3 separate regions of the Mus musculus genome follow, and regions 1 and 3 are each linked to region 2. Evidence: chromatin contacts called from public promoter capture Hi-C data. All regions are on one chromosome and are shown on one strand. The core of a region is the stretch at or near the end of the contact, and the rest is flanking DNA. Distances in the headings are between cores, read along the strand shown. Region 1 holds the start of Hoxd10 (homeobox D10). Region 2 holds the start of Lrp2 (low density lipoprotein receptor-related protein 2). Region 3 holds the start of Tbr1 (T-box brain transcription factor 1).

Region 1 (3,567 bases), core at 473-2,972, 5.1 Mb before region 2:
GCAGACAAGGAGATCCACAACCAGGTTTATAGGGATGCAGGCTGTTTCAAGAGATAATGAGGAAGCAGGGATCCCTTCTCCACCCTGACTGGGCATTGTTACAGTTCCCCCCTTCCCCCCAGAATTTCCTCAATTTTTCTTTGCTCTCACACAAAAGCCTTCCTCCAGAAATGTAACTCTGTGGCTCACCCGGTAGACAGTGAGGGACAGACTGCAGAAATGGGCGTGGGGGCTCAAGATTCCTTCTTAGAAACCCATATCCCTGGTTCTTTGCATTACCCCAGCCCTAGGTGGGCAATGCAGATCTGTTCTCCCCCTCCTCCGCCTTTGCCCCCTTTGTAGAAGATTGCAAAGCCTGCGGCACTTTCGCCAGACAAAGCCAAGGTTACCTCTGCTTCCCCACCCAAGCACCAACAGGCCAAACCATTTCCTTTCCCTCTTAGATCGCAGGATGCGGGGTGCAAACCCTTGAACACAAACACGGTGTCTTAGGCTACCTTAAAATGATCCCTGGGTTCAAGGCAAAAACTAGGGCTGCAAATCTGAGCCAAAGAAAAGCGGGCACTGGAGCCCTGTTTACAAACGGCTGGTCTCCTTTTAGCTCTTTTGTTGTATTTCGGATCTGGCTCAAGACTGATAAACCCGGCAAGCCTGTCCTCTGCCCAGGCGCCATCAGCTTGGGGCCAGGTCTGGCCGGAGCAGCGGGAGAGAAGCCCCGACCCTTTCAAGGCAGGGATATCCCTTCTAAAAGCCGGGTGGAGCAGCACCTGCGGAGTATGGGCTCTGGGCTCCGCTGCCCGGGCTCTGCTCTGGGCACCCGAGCGCTCCCTTTTCGAGGTTTTACCGGACTGCACGCCCCGCTGGGGTGGCAACTCTGTTCATACCGACCTTTGCTTTCCTTCTCCTGCACTTCGGGACTGGACACGGAAACCTCAGCCAGGCAGCTCCTGTCTTCTGGAAGGCCGCCTTTGGCCTCGGGGCTCTCCACTTGGGAGACTTTAGTGGGCTCCTGGCCGCTCGCGCTTTCGTTCATCTTCTTTTCCATCTGCAGCTGGGCAGCCGAGAGCTGCGGCTTGGCCGCGCCACGAGGGTTGAGCTGGAGCATGACAGTGGAGCTGCCTTCGGGGCTGTTATTGTACTCTTGGGTTTTCCCGGTGGCGTAGGTCTGACTCAGTCTAAAATATCCAGGGACAGGAACCTCGGGGTTCTCAACAGGACAAGACTCGGGGACCAGCCTCTGGTACGAAGGGACCTCGGCAGAAATGAGTTTGTTGCGCTTATCAGAATACATGCAGCAATTGGATTCTTCTTTAATGTTGGCGGTGAATGAGCAAGTGGGGACTTGCTGTGTAACAGGTTGCTCTATTCGACAAGATCTGTTCGGGTCTGTCCAACTGTCTACTTGAGGTATATAAGGATGTACATTCATACCCATATTTTGGTGGTTCACTTCTCTTTTGGCCAAAGACGGGAGCAGTCCACAGGTTTGCATTCCATAGGTCCCCATGTCTGCGCTAGGTGGTGGCATGTACATGCTGGCGCTGCTCGAATAAAAACTGTCACTCCTGCAGGCACTGATCAAGGAATCTACTAAAAAAGTATTAGCAGCAGGAGAGCTGTTGGGAAAGGACATTTTGGGGAGGAATTTGAAGAAGAGAGATTGTGTCCTTTGTAGGCTGACATCGCTAGGAAAACATTCCCGGTGTAATTGTGGATGCCTCTGCCGACCACATGACAACCAAGCCAATGAGATTTGAAAATGGCCTTGAGCCGCAGCCTCCTTGCAGGTCACGTGTTCCCCAGCCCGGCCGGCTGGCCGCGTAAGCACGGACAACAGCGACATCTACTAAGCGCCTGTGATAGTGCGCGTTGGAGACAACCGGCCCAGAGCTCTGCTGCCGGCCAGCCTGTCTCCCGGGGCTTGTTTGGCCGGCCGGCCTGCCCCACTCGAGTCCCCCACCCGGCCACCGGGCCCCGCCAGCGGAAGGAAAGGCTTGATTCGAGGGGCCTCCGGGAGGACACGCGTACTGAGGAAAGTCAGAGCGCTGTGGCGCCTGCTCACAGAAGCGCTCTCCCTGCACATACCCAGGCAGAACGCGCCCAAGAGGGCCGGTTCCCAGGAAGGGATAGGGGCGCGGGCTGGTTAATTTAGTACTGGGCAGCCAGGAAGGTGAGTCCGATTTCTCTAGTTCGGAAACATCCCTCCCTAGGGTTCCAAAGGGGGCTGTGTGAAAATCTTCAGTGCAAAGATTGGACCAAGGTGTCGGGGAAGCACTGGCGAATAGGGCCCCGAGGGTCGAGAGGCCACCACGCAGCTGGGCAAACCCGAAGCTCGGATGATGGTTCCAGCCCGTAGCTACCCCCTCCTTAGATCTTTCTGCTAGAACTAAGGGGGGGGGGGAATCGGCACCCACGAGCTCCTGGAGCCTTGACTCTGAGAGTAACCACACCCTGACCTTTGAGGACCGGCCGCTGGGAGCTTCCTAGCTTGGAGATAATCCTTCGCCAGCCGTTCCCTATTCGCGAAAGCGTCTCTCCGGCTCCCAGAAACAGCTAAAGCCAGATTTCCTTCCCCTGATAACACAGGGCAGAGAGAAAGGAAGGGAAAAAGAAATTTTTTTTCAAAAGAAAAGGGAAAACTCTGATCCCCGGACTCCACAAGTTTTAGAAAACCGGGCCAGAAGAAAAAATAAAAATAAAAAGAGGAGAGAGCAAAGCAAACTTGTCATTTAGATCTTCTGCAAAGAAAAATATGTTTTCCTTTTATGGATTTTGTAAAAGCATTGGTTTCTGACAAGTGCAAGGTACAAGGGGTTGTGGAATTTATTAATACATATTAAGAAGAATCAGGGCGATCAATAAAATTCTCATCTACATTCTTGGGCTACTTGGTAATTTTCTTGCTTCTGAAGGTTTTTAAAGAGTTATACCCGCTGTTGCCACAAACGGGAAGATATTTTATTAACAAATCAATCGAGACTTTGTAAAGGATAAGATTAATAGTTAAGATTTAGCATAATGGCGTTTGCTTTATGAATTATTGAAAATTATACTATTGATTTTTCCCCTCCGCTACTAACCAAGAAGGTCAATTTTTGTTTTAACACAAATCGTCAAATATTAAAAGCTATACTTTTGTCAGAAGTTAAATTTTATAGTTTTGGACGATCCCTAAAATTCTTTGACAAGGTTTTGTTTGGGCAAGAAGGGAATAAAGAGGGAGAGTCTAAGTCTTCCGTTTCCTCTGGTGAGGGAAAGTTTTATAAAGAGGATATGGTCTGGGGTTGTGGTCCAGCTCATTAAAGAACAACCACTGCCACAACCACCGTGGAAACTCAGAATTTTATGAGAAACTTGAACAACTTCCTCCCTTCTTCTTTGGTTGCAGGCGGCGAGCCGCCTTGCGGAAGCCCGGGGCCTTAGGACAGCAGCAGGGAGCTTTAACCTTGATTTCCAAAGACTTGCCCTGGACCAGAGGCCCTGCCTGTGTGTGGGAGCCGTCCTTCGGCCTTCCGGGTCCCGTTCCCGGCAATCAAGAAAGTAAAACGGACCCGGAAACTGTGACCG
Region 2 (3,520 bases), core at 144-2,643:
GGTCTAGGGCTCTATGGGCTTGCTGCAGCGACTGGGGCAGAAGATTCTGGGATGATCAGGCTGAGAATCAGCCGGGTCCTCCGGTGGGGCTCCTAGAGCAACCAATTGCACCGACTGACTCGTCTCGGCACTGCGGAACTGAAGACCGGGGTCTGAAGGGCTCGTGTAAGGTCCACTCTCTTAAAGAGGGTTGTCTCCCAGTTAACAGGTTCAGTGTGGTCCCCGAGGGGAACCATAGAGTTCTCCCGAATTCCTGGTGTTTCTCTCATTATTGGCATTGCGGAGAAAACAACCCCTCCCCCAAGTTTTGTTTCGAAATGAACAGAACTGTAGGAGACGCTGTCTGGCATGACTGACACCTGACGCTTGGGGAGCCAGATAGTTATGGCCTCCAGAGCAATGATAGAATCTCCTCTCTGACTATAAAAACACAAGCTACCCCATCTGGGTAGCCTGCACCCTGTCAGGGGGAGGAGGGCCCCGAGGCAGCTTAGCGAGTTCACACCGAGGCAAGGAGGTCAGGCGGCTTGGCTCTGTCCAGCTTTTTTCTGGTCCTCCCTCCCTCCCTCCCTCCCTCCCTCCCTCCCTCCCTCCCTCCCTCCCTCCCTCCCTCCCTCCCTCTTCCCTTCTTTTTGAGACAGGTTCTTTCTACATAGCCCAGGCTGTCCTGGAACTGTGTGGACCAGGTTGGCCTCAAACTCACAGAGATCCACTTGTCTCTGTCTCCCGAGTGTTGAGATGAAAGACCCGCACTAAAACACCCTCTGCCTTTTCTTTTCTTCCCCCTTCTTTCTCTTCCCCTTTCCTTGCTCCCCTTTCCCCATTTGTTCTTTTTCTTTCCCTTTTCATCTTTTCTCTTTCTTTCTTTCTTTCTTTCTTTCTTTTTTTAGTCGCTGCTCTTGACTTCCCCCCTTTCTCCATTCCTTCCCACCGGTGATAACGTTTTAGAGTTTGTGTCCGTGGCCAATTTCTTCCTCGCCCCGTCTAGCCATCCCTCTGAGTGGCGAGGCCAAGCCCTTGCTCCGAATGTGAGCAGCGGCGATTATTGTCAGTGATTGAATAGGACCTTGGAGTGTGTGTGCTCGTGCGAGCGAGGGGTGGGCGCTCGCCAGCGTGGGAGGCAGTTTTGTGTTCCCGGAGCCTGTGCTCCTGGGTGAGAGCATGCACGAGCGAGCGCGCTTGTGGAGTGTGCATGTGCTAGCGCGCAAGTGTCCGAGGGCCCACTCCTCCCAGAGTCGCAAAGTGCAGGGGGCGGGCCGGGCAGTAGGGGGCCTGGCCCACTGGATTCCCGCATGCTAGTTCCGGGGCGGTCTGGTCTAGAGGGCTTTATGCACTGTCTGGAGGGTGGGGACTGGCGCGGGTAGAAAACGGGATGCCTCAGGCGCCGGGACCGGCTTTCTGCCTCTAGGAGCCAGCGACTGCTGCTGAGCAAGACTCCTGTTCCGGAGCGGAGTAACCTGCCTGTGCCCGCTGCGACGCGCGCCCACCTCCCGGGGAAGGAACGGCGAGGCCCGGGGCCGTCTCCGCGATGGAGCGCGGGGCCGCGGCGGCGGCATGGATGCTGCTGCTGGCGATCGCTGCCTGCCTGGCGCCAGTCAGTGGCCAAGGTAAGCGGTCACCTGCCCGCGCTACGCCACCATAGTCGCTGCGGAGCTGAGCCGGACGAGGGTGGGCGGCTGCGGAGCTGCTCCGGCTGAGCGCTCCGGTGACCCCAGGAGAGATGACTGCAGCGCCGCTTCTTGTACTGGTTGGGGAACGCGGACGCACCGGTTTCGGTGACAGCTCGTCCCACGGCTATCGTGCCTTTGTTCCCACGGGAATTAGTCCTGACCCTCAAGGCTTTCCAGGATGGAACCTGGAGTACGAGGGTCTCCCGCGTGGGTCTGCAGCTTTCTTCTGGCTGGGGCGGGGCGGTCCTCCACGCCGCTCCCAGCGCCGCTTTCCACCTGCAGCGTCCAGCCGGCGCGGGAGATCCGATCCCACCGTGCGCCAGGGGCCGCCGGCCAGAGCCTCCTTCCATCAGTGGCGAAACCCTGTCCCGCGGTGACCCCCATGAGACCGCATCTCATGATACCGATCGTTTACGAGCCCAGATAAGGCGGGGAGGTGGGATTGGCAGAGGAAGCGGCTGATACACTAGAGTACTTTTCTTGAAGGCTTTCCCTTTCCTACCCAGAGCGGGTGCTTTTGTGTTGATGAATGGAGCTGGTTAGCTGCGCCTGAGTTTGGGGACTGGAATGCAGAAAGTTTCTAAAGTGACTACAAACTTTTTCAAGTTGTCCGGGAGGTTTTTTTTTTTTCCTTCCCCGTGAAACAGGGAGAGAGAGGAAAGGGAGGAAATTATTTAGAATAGAAAACTATAAGAGAAGAAAATGAGAGACAAGTTGAAAGGAATGGAGAAAACGGGAAAGCAAAGTGAGGAAGGAGGGAGGGAGGGAGGGAGGGAGGGAGGGAGAGAGAGAGAGAGAGAGAGAGAGAGAGAGAGAGAGAGAGAGAGAGAGACTGACTCAAGGAGAACCCACGAGCTCTCTCCCTGGCTTTCGTTGCTAGGTAGCAGCCTGGTGCTGCGTGTGACCGACCACCAGACAGACAGAACGGACGCTGCAGCCTCTGCAGGGACTAATCTGTCTGTGGGGATGGGCCAGTCCCCACTTCCCCTCCCGCTCTTTCCCGTCGGACAACTTAATTGCCCTACAATAAAAATGAAACCCCTATTGTTGCAGGATTAGTCAAAGCAATAAATTGATTTCCCTAGATCACATATTGGGGTTGATGGGTGAGGACTGTGGAAGCCCCCATTTATAGAGAGGAGAGAGGGGAGGGCTTGTGGATGGGCCGTGGCATGTATTCAAATGGTTAATCTGCTTTCTTTCCTCAATTCTTAGCGTAAGCTCCTTAGAGGGAATCAAGTAAGTAATTATACAGCAGCTCCAGGCAGCACCCATCTCAGACTTCCTGGGAAGTTTGGGAGCGCCAACAAATCCACCAGGCTTTGCAAAAATCTTTCGAAAAGGAGGGGTGGGCGGCAAGAGAAGATGTCTAACAGTTCTTCCTTTGAACACCTTTCTACAGTATTGGAAACGCAGAAAGGAGACTTACTGTTATATTGTGTGTGCGCCCGCGGTAGGGAGAGTGCTTAGGGTTATATATCATGCGCTAAATATAGCCCTAGGGTTTAGTGTACTTTTCTGTTCCTGTCTGGAGGGAAAGGTTGCTTACATTCTTGAGCTGATGTCCCTTTACCACCGGAACATGCATTCTTCTCCCTGTTTTTTGGTGTCACCAAATACTGTGTACCTAGATTTCCTCAAGTTCTCATCCATGTGAATTACGGAGAAAAAGTGGGAAGCATTTTTCAAGTTTTTAGCGGATAATGCAATAATCACCTAACATATGGCTGAGAGCACATACAAGCATACATACATGCACACATACACGTGTATGACATGTGTATATATTCTTCAGGAATTTGTTTATTTGTTTGTTTATTTATTTATTTGAGACAGGGTTTCTCTGTAGT
Region 3 (3,648 bases), core at 24-2,523, 7.8 Mb after region 2:
GGCGGCCTGCTTCTCCACCTGTCGGCTCGGGCCAGCTTTGATGCGTCGCTCTGAATGCCTAGGAGCGGCCGCGGCTCTCCGTCGTGCTCTAGCCACTGACTGGTTCTCCGACCGCATTGGCACAGCAGGCTCCCCGCCACCAACATCACGGTGGTTATTATCCCTTCCACATTCCCCTTTTCCAAAACCAGCCAACTCCAGGACGCACCCGAGCGCCTCTCCACTCCGCTCCCCGACCCCACATAGTCGCTGCCCGGCGGTCACAACTTGGGTGCGTTCGCCCAGGGTCACGCCTGGAACAGCGGCAGCCAAGAAAGTAGCATTACCTTCCCTGTTTAGTGATGATCATCTCCGTTTGATGCCGATGAAATTTCAGCCAAAGTGGCCTGTTGCACAGGTATACTTGCGCCTTGCCGGGCACCAACCCGGGCTGGGTGGAGGAGAACTGGTAGAAAGGGGCTCCTTGGTAGGAGTGGCCGTACTGCTGTGGGTAGGGGTAGCCGGCCGTGGGGTAGCCCTGCGGCGAAGAGTTGGACAGCAGGCTGTTGTAAGCTCCGTTGGTAATGACCGGGTGGTGGGCCATGTAGCGACTGGGGCTGCCGATGGAGAAGGCGGGATGCGCCGGTCCGTGCTGGCTGGGGTACGGGAACATGGCACTGGGAGCGGTGGCCGCAGACTGTGGCTGGCTGGACTGAGAGAGTAGGTAACGATCTGCAGCAGAGCCATCGAAACTGTGACGAAGCTCAGAGACCCCGTCCAAGACAGGAGAGAGTTTACTTCTCTGGACGTCCCCTGGTGAGTCCTTGGAGTCAGGAAAATTGTCTGTATCTGACTGATTCGTCATCCCCCTGGTAATTTTTTTCAAAGGTGAACTTCTCTCCAGGTTGTCAGTGGTCGAGATAATGGGATGATCATGCAAGACAAGCTCAGATCCGCCCGAATGTGGGTAGCTGCTGCTCACATTGAGAAATTTCTTGGAGAGCATGATAGAAGGAGAGAGGCAATGCTCCAGCTGCATAGCTCTAGAACCTGAACGCTGGCCCTCCCGTCCCTGGGTTTTAAAGTCCTGTTTATCATACACTAGGAATCCACAGACCCCTCACTAGACAGAAAGCACTTCAACCAGCAAATGCTTCTCAAAGGTTTGATTTACTTTTTTTTTTCCCTGGGAGAAGAGATTGGCCAATTGACACTATGCAGCAATCAGAAAAGGCTCACTTTTGATCTTGCTGCTTATGCAGCCGATGAAACGGCTCTTGCCATTGGTTAGCTGCTGACAGTAATTTAATTAGATAGACATTAATTAGGATAATCACCTGGCTCCTGGTCGCGACGATCATGGCAAATTGAAGGGGATGATTTTATTGTTGGCTTGGGGGGTGGGGAAAGTGTGTTGGTTTACGTGAGCTCTGTTATGTCACCTTTAAGCTTTGTGACCACTGCTTCAGGAAGATTCAAAGATGTGCAATTTACTAAACAGTTCCTTACCCCCCCCCCTCTCTTTAGAGAGGAGGGGCGGAGGAGGGAATTCGATGATGCTAGGAGACTTTTCGGATCTGAATGAGCCAAATATTCAGTTGAATGTAACGATTTCAAGTGCAAAGTATACAAAGCGCGAGCCGGTGGCCTCTTCTCGCCCTGTAAAACTTCCAGAGTCTGTCTTTTCCAGTTAATACACAGAAGCACACACACCTGAGCCTGTGCTTTGTTGAATCGGTATTGCGTGTCCTTGCCGCCCCCTCCCCCACCTTTAAACTACACGAGTAAATAAATAAATAAACAAACCTCTGCCGCTGAAAGCCACAGCGTTAAGAGAGGAGAAGAGGAGGCAAAGCAGTTAACCCACCCAGCAACCCACCTCGGGAAGGTTCGGTTTCCGGCAGGGGTACAGAAACAGTGACAATCTATGATCTCCTTTTTAAGTTTTGAAATAATCATAAGCTGTCGCGCTGAAGTGCTTTAATGTATTTGCAGTCATGTTTACTGGGTCGTTACTAAATATTTTATCAGCCAACTTGGTTGCAGATCATCTGAAGAGCAGCTAGCTGGGGGCGGGCGCCATGTATCCTTTGAGCCCCACCGCACTTCCTCCTTTCCGAGGCACTGGCTTGGTGACAGGTTCATAAGCCTCGCCAGGAAAAAGAGAGGGCTGAGTCCCCAGTGCAAATGGGTTCTCTAGAAGCGTTGATCTGGGGAGACAGAGTGGAAGCGGTGTCAATGCGATGATCTTACTGACTGGTGTGGTGTGTGTGTGTGTGTGTGTGTGTGTGTGTGTGTGTGTGTGTGTGTGTGTGTGTAATGTTTACATAATCCAGAGGGAGAGAAAAAGAACCCATGCCAGTAATTTTTAAAAGAGGATTAGCGAAAAGAATCGATGTAAAGAGATTTTGGCACAAGTAATACGAGGCCCCAAGCAACTCTGAGGTATAGAGAGAAAAGATCTAGTACCTGCTTTCACAGGCGGCTAGCCTTCGGCCTCGAGCCAAGAGAGCCTGAGATCTATAAACCCAGAGCTCATGCTTGTGTCCAGGCATGGCCAACCCTGAAGGCAAGAGGTGCAGAAAAGCAGAGCCAACCCCGGGCTTAGCTCAGCTCGGCCAGCAAGGTGGTGAGCTCAGGGGGACTAAGAGAGTGCCAGGCGACCTGTCTGGCTCAGGACCGAGAGGCTCACACTCCACCCATGCCTCAGGCAGGCTGGGTCTGGGAATCTATCTCCTCCAGATGGTGCCTCTGCCTTCAAGCCTTCAGTCTGAGTAGCCCCGCCAGAGCAGCAGAGTTCAAAGCTGGGTGGAACTTGGGTATGGTCAGAAAAGAGTTAACAGATTCAAGATGTGCTGGAGTTTGGTCTGCAGCGGCCAGCACTGAGCAGACTGCACCACCTCCCTCGGAGGCTTGGCGCTGTGGCTGCAGAGGGTACCAGCTGCAGCCTCCCACAGGGCACAGGAGCAAGACCTGGCACTGGTGGCCATAGGCCGGACAGGTTGATGATCAGATGTCTAAGAATCAAGTAGAAGCAATTTTCTGGGAGAAAAATAATGTTAGACCCGGTTTCCCTTTGAAAGCAAATCTCAGCTCCTATCCAGTTGGATTTTAGCCTTTGAGGCAGAATTGGAGTACCCAGGTTGTTGTTGGTGGGGTGAATATGTGTGATGACATTTGATGTTTCCCTCAATCTTTGCTGCTACTTTTGTCCCATTTTACCTGGTTGTGTCCTCCTCTGCGGGTAACATTGGCTCCTGTCACCAAGTGCCTCTCCTCACCCTCCTGCTTCTCACCTCATCTTGCCCCTTGAACAGGACACAAAGCCTCAAGTACATATATGAAGGTGACAGACCACCTGAGGTTTTGGAAGCCTTTTGCTATCCTGGACACTCAGAACTGGCTTCTTAAAAACACAAGGAATCAAAAACTGCCCATCTAAGTGTAAAGAGGGTAGAAAAGGAATGCACATTTGTTAGTTTTTAAATTTGGAGGTGAATAAGCACTGTGACCCATTTTCAATAATCAGCCCCAAAACCTAGTGGTTCCTCACATACAGGCTTTGCCTTGAAATTGGTGTATATTCACAAGGAAAATGAGGACTCTACCAACTTCGTGTTAAGCTTAGGTTTAGGGAGGGGCTTGGACTGTGTATAAGAGCTTCCAGGG

Evidence for each region. Promoter capture Hi-C pulls out the DNA fragments that hold promoters and counts their contacts.
Region 1: a promoter capture Hi-C map of embryonic stem cells shows a contact between it and region 2, with 5 read pairs. The contact joins the promoter of Hoxd10 here to the promoter of Lrp2 in region 2. A contact is called at or near these places in 1 of 39 promoter capture datasets (embryonic stem cells) and 1 of 484 Hi-C or Micro-C datasets (embryonic stem cells).
Region 3: a contact with region 2 is called in a promoter capture Hi-C map of second pharyngeal arch cranial neural crest. The contact joins the promoter of Tbr1 here to the promoter of Lrp2 in region 2. A contact is called at or near these places in 2 of 39 promoter capture datasets (cranial neural crest and second pharyngeal arch cranial neural crest) and 1 of 484 Hi-C or Micro-C datasets (embryonic stem cells).

What each region holds. Positions count from the first base shown.
Region 1 is chr2:74,690,046-74,693,612 of GRCm38.p6, reverse strand. Hoxd10 (homeobox D10) reads right to left here and starts at 1,722. Exons shown (of 2, transcript NM_013554.5): 1 at 889-1,722. The coding sequence starts at 1,633.
Region 2 is chr2:69,583,902-69,587,421 of GRCm38.p6, reverse strand. Lrp2 (low density lipoprotein receptor-related protein 2) reads left to right here and starts at 1,393. Exons shown (of 79, transcript NM_001081088.2): 1 at 1,393-1,607. The coding sequence starts at 1,529.
Region 3 is chr2:61,802,078-61,805,725 of GRCm38.p6, reverse strand. It overlaps Tbr1 (T-box brain transcription factor 1), which reads right to left and starts at 1,273. Exons shown (of 6, transcript NM_009322.3): 1 at 327-1,273. The coding sequence starts at 1,018.